Linked DNA regions of Zea mays: region 1 is linked to region 2. A link is a contact called in public Hi-C data. All regions are on one chromosome and are shown on one strand. Each heading gives the region's core, a stretch centred on a gene start, on an enhancer-like site or on the middle of the called end of the contact. The rest is flanking DNA. Distances are from core to core; before and after follow the strand shown.

Region 1 (2,753 bases), core at 87-2,586, 150 kb after region 2:
TCATAGTCTTCGTCGATGACAGCACGGTCTCCACAATCGCATCGAGGCGGTGAGTCCATCCGTCTTTCTGTTGCTACCTCCTTCTCTGCATCCGTCATTGGTGGAGGATTCGGGGGAGGAGGTACCCAACGCTTAAAACGCTCATGACTGGTCCTTCCACTCAACCAATTAACGAAAAGAAGATATCGAGGGTCAAATTTATCAGGACCATCGATCCACTGGAAAAAGAAACACCTCTGATGTCCCTAAAATAATGGAAAGATGCACTATTACATATCTACAAAATAATGAACGCGAACAAAGTTAAGTGACAAGTCATAAGCTACGTACGTCCAAAGTGCCACAAAGGTAGTAGCAGCGAGCAGCCGTGTCTGGATGTTGTGATTGATGTACCCAAGCCAGTCTGCCACAGTCACAGTTAGGCACGGGGAGTTCAGGAGGAACAGGAGCATCCTTACTAGATACGTCCGGATATAACTCCCGAGGACGACCTCTCTTCTGCCACAACGCCTCTCGGTACATGTCTTTCATCTAATAAACGATTATAATTATCACTTGTACCTATTATGCTTTATAATAAGTCTACACAAACTAATATTCGAAATAATAATATAATAGGTGTATACAAATTATTTAACTAACAACCCAATATACAAAACGAATCAGTTCGAAATCATACCTTGGCCTACGAAGTGAACCAACTCAAATCTTTGAATCCAGCAATTTTTGACGAAGTTTGGAAATGGGATGAAATGAGCTGCTCTCGGCCAGCCGCGCGGGCGTTTTTATAGGCATTCGTACCTCGGCGCCAAGATCTGTGGCGCCGAGCTACGAGGCCGCGCCGCCCCCACGTCGGAGCCAGGTAAGCCCTGGACGCAACTAGCCGTTGCGGCCACGTCAGAGCTCGGCGCCATAGGCTGTGGCGCCGAGCTGTGTTAGCTCGGCGCCACGGCCTATGGCGCCGAGCAAAGGGTCCAAAACTGCATTTAAAATTTTTTTAGGTATAAACGTAAATTTACTTCGGTTTAGGGGCTAAAATACAAAAAATTCGGCCCTGGCTGCAAAAAACGTATAAGTAAATGAGGAAGAGCAAGGTTTTCAGACCTGGGCTGGGCATGCGGAAAAGGTGCAGTGGTTAACCTATTCCCCCGTCAGGCTATCACACAGGTCGCAGCAAGGAACCCCAGGAGAGGGGAAAAGTTGTGTGTGGCGTTTGCGTTTCCACGACATGTCACAGTCAACGGCCTTTTTGCAGGCTCGCCACTATCGTGTCACATTGGTGCTCGCCTGCGCTGTATCTGTATATATACACATACCACACGCGGTGGGGTTGGATGCATAGAGAGCAGTTGGATTGGATCAAAGAGAGGAGGGCTTTGCTTTCCGTTTTCCTTCTCCAAATGGCTCATTAGCTCGTGCTTCTTCCTTCCTTGCTACCGAGTTCGGGGCGCTAACCAATGCGCAGCGACAAGCTGATCTCTGTGCGTGAGCTCCTTTTCCGCTCCTGTTTCTGTTCTTCCTCTTTGCCTCCCTTTCTGTTTTGCTTCGTGTGTCCTACTGGCTTGCTGCTGCTTAGACCGCTCTACATTTTTGTTATTTCAGTTCCTGATTGACTCTTATTAGTCTTAGCTCTGCCACGGGATGGAGGTGGAGGCTCTAGAGAAGGGGTACACAGCTTTTGCCAAGGCGGTGAAGTCTTTTACTTCTTCAGAACGGTACAAGCGATCAGAGAGGTTGGTGTCTGCAGGCTTCTGCATACTTCTTATTCTCTTTTTTTTTTTGGGTTGTTGTTCAGATGGAACTATGTTCAGAATGTGATTAAGGTTTTCCAGTCGCAGCTATTTTGAGGACATGTATGGTACAGATGCTTTGCGTTCTTCAGACAAGACAATTGTTCTACCTATGCCAGTAAATATTAATTCCCCTCCTGCTTGCTCATCAATATTGCAGTGCTCTCGTTAATTGCGAGGTTCTCACTTCTCGCTGCATATTTCCTGTATTCTTGAGTAACTTGTGCCTAATCTTCCTTCACAGGAAGCTGTAAAAGCTAAGGTGAAAGGTGATATCAGCAAGGAAGCTCAACCTGGAAGGGGAGCACAAAGCACCTTGAGAAAGGAGGTAGGTGTAGTCTGATTTCTTTCATATAGTTTTTTTTATATATCGCACATAAGAACTTGCATTGCCATCTGTGTCATTGTGTGTGGGCTTCTGAAATGGAACAATTGTTGTGTGGCCCTTTTCGGCTGGGCTGCCAACAGCCACAAAACAAACCGTTTTCGACGAAAAAGCAGGAGCACTGCTCAATTTCAGTCACAGGAGAGGTGAAGCAAGCTAAGATAACTTTTTTTAAGCAAAACGATTTTGATGGCATTTGTACTTCGCTAAATGACACGACATATTTGTTGACAGTCTAAAAAGTCTTATCTCACTTAAAGTTAGTTGAAAAAAATGCTCAGATAATGTGTCAAAAAGGTGAAAGCCCATTTTTTTTTTGTCCCTGAGCCCGTTGCTGCTTCTCGATTTTCTGCTGAATCATCCATACTGTGGAGCGTGGACTCATGAAATCACCTTGCTGACGCAGATCCTTGAGCTTGAGAAGCACTTCAGGGAACAACAGGTTGTGAGTGGTGCACTGGAAAACGCTTTAGGACCTAACGCCGGTTCAGTCAACTTTTCACCAGAGAATCCAATGCCAAAGGTAACTACTTTTCACCCAAGAACTTACTATTGATTGCTAGTCTGCTATTTCACCA
Region 2 (2,712 bases), core at 141-2,640:
AAAGTCGTTCAGACCTCAAGTATATAGGCATAAAACAGAATTGTACAGCACAATTGATCTTATTTCTATTATTTCCATTCCTTTTGGATTTACAGTTTCAGTATGAGTCCTACAGTTTTACACAAACAATGTGCAAAAAATAGGAAAACCAAACAAGTACACTCTCAAGCTGTTACCAAGAGCCTAGTCCCATTCAACACATGCAAGCACAACGTAATGCAGATCGTGGCGATAACCATCGACTTATCGCTCATATACCTCACGACGCGCAGGCCACTGTCAACCACGGAGCCACCGCCCTTCCTTGCCCCATCCTGCAGCTTCCAAAGAACAAACTCCAGAAATGACCGCACTGTCTCAAATGTGACCCTCCCTGTAACATCAAGCACAAACTTCCTGTTGCTAGGAACTGCCAACGTGCTCGACACCGTCTCCACCCACCCTTCCCCAGCTCCATTGGCATTGCCACTGACACTACCATTTGCACCCAAGTTGCCATTAGTACTGTACAGGGCATGGTGAGTGGTCTTCACCAAAGTCTCAACCGCAGCATTGCACACTGAAACAAGCAATTCCTTGACCTTAGCGTCATGTCTCGGATTGGTGAGCCCTTCGAAGAGCTGCTCGTAGGTGTTGATGTGGATGGTCTTGTCAATGAACTCCCTCACAGCAGTCCCCACGAAGACCTCAACCCAGTTGCTTATCGCCTTCCGGCACTTTCCAGTCGCAACCACGTTGACCCACATCGTCGGGGAGGAGGACGCCTCCCCTTGTGGTGAAGGAGCGGAGTAAAAGGCGAGGACGAGATGGCGGGCGAAGCTGCCGGCAACCGCGGACGCGAGGCGCTCGCCTGAGTCAGAGAAGAGCCTGTCTACGAGACGATCGGAGAGGGCCACGGTACCGCCGGATGCGGGCCCGGAGCTAGAGGATCCCGACCCGCGAAGGATCCCGGAGGTTACTGCCTCGGATAGGGTGGAGACGGTGGCGGATACCTCAGGGGAGGCGGCGAGCTTGGCCAGCTGCTTGACGCTGCGGGGGACCTCGTCCGCGTCGGAATGGACAAAGTCGGCGAGATCGGATGTCACCAGGGCCACGGCGTCGGCGGATGATGCGGCGGCATCAGCGAAGGCCGCGATGGCGGCGGCTAGGCGCACGAGGCGGCGGCGACGTTCCGCGACGGCAGGGTGGTGGTAGATCTTGTACGCGCCGACGGCCGCCGCCGCACCGGCCGCAGCGAGGAGGATCCAGCGGCGGCGGCGCCGGGAGAAGACGACGAGGCGGTCCATCGGTTGCAGTTCCCGGTCGCCGGGGGATACGGTTAGTTTGGGAGGCCGCGTGGGACGGTATGGTGGTGGGCGTAACTTGCCCGGCTAGTTTTCTTTTCGAGTAATGCATCAATTCCTCAAAGTTTAGTATTTATCGATACCTATGAATATTAAGGGAGAGTTTGGATAGCTTTCCAGCTTCGGTAATTTATAATATCAATTTAATTAGTTTTAAAAATATTTTAAATCTATATAATAAACAAAATGATATTTCTAAATGTTTTATAGAGGCTTACAACTTTTGCTCTATAATTTTCTATAGCATCTAATGATCTGTTCCACTAATCACACCAATTTTTTAATTAGAGTTGTTCCAAACAAATTCTAAGTAAAATATAATTATACAATTAATTACACATATAAATATTAATTTTATCTAAAAGATGAAAAGAAATTAATAAACATAATTAAGTCTATATTCAATACTCTTAATTGATATAAACATTTGATGTGACATAAATTATATTTTATTCACTGGAACTAAACACCTCTAAACCAGATTTTGAGCACCAACGTCGCTGGTATTACAACGTATTTAGGGCTCCATGATTGAGCGAGCACGGCTTATCCACTTGATGTTTTGCTTTTAATCTATATGGATATTCGTGTCGGATAGGGTACCTAGCTTTCGGGTAATCGTTTTTCTTTCTTCTTGTACAATATTTTTATAAAATCATAACTTATACTTATGAATTTGAATGAAGATAAAGTTTACATAAAACTATATAGCTTGAAGATAACTACAACTTTGTAGTACATCACATTTTTGTAAAAACTCATGTTCATGTTCAAGTTATTGGAGTAATGTCTAAATTTATATCACATGTGTAATTCTAATACTCTATAGCTTATTAATAGACTATATATCATATGTGTTGGACTATCTTTTGTTTTATTAGACTATCTTATGTTATTTGTAAACTATCATATGTTGTACTACCTCTGTTATTGAATATTTGTCACACGCTAGCTTATTTTTAAACTAAAACGCGACAAATAAAAAAGAACGGATGGAATATTAGATTATTATGTGATCCGATTTTTGTCATTACATTTGAACTATTATATTAGACTATTGTATTGTCGGAGAGGAAATTCTCCGGCCGGGTGGCGGAGTGCACCCGCCCTAAATCCTAAGATGAGGAGGGAGCTTAAGCGTTTTGCATGTCTTGCTAAACGATCATCAAACACATGAACACACGAGGATTTAGAGTGGTTCGAGCCGCCGGAGCGTAATACCCTACTCCACTGTGTGTTGAATTGTTGAGGAAGCTTGTGCTGTGTGTAAGCCTGAATGACTTGAGTCTCTCTCGTTGCATGTCTCCCCTTTTATAGTTCAAGGGGGCATGTACAAGGGTTCTGAGCCCCGACATGAGGGCCCAGGGAC

Evidence for each region. Hi-C and Micro-C count contacts between places; a contact is called where the count stands out from the background.
Region 1: a contact with region 2 is called in a Hi-C map of ear, with 2.0 times the contacts expected there. The contact joins the promoter of LOC100286076 here to the promoter of LOC100283336 in region 2. A contact is called at or near these places in 2 of 25 Hi-C or Micro-C datasets (ear and leaf).

The regions. Positions count from the first base shown.
Region 1 is chr5:6,156,557-6,159,309 of Zm-B73-REFERENCE-NAM-5.0, forward strand. LOC100286076 (ternary complex factor MIP1) reads left to right here and starts at 1,337. Exons shown (of 12, transcript NM_001414379.1): 1 at 1,337-1,481; 2 at 1,603-1,733; 3 at 1,839-1,908; 4 at 2,035-2,118; 5 at 2,582-2,698. The coding sequence starts at 1,642.
Region 2 is chr5:6,003,119-6,005,830 of Zm-B73-REFERENCE-NAM-5.0, forward strand. It overlaps LOC100283336 (CF9), which reads right to left and starts at 1,391. Exons shown (of 1, transcript NM_001156237.2): 1 at 44-1,391. The coding sequence starts at 1,286. The coding sequence ends at 165.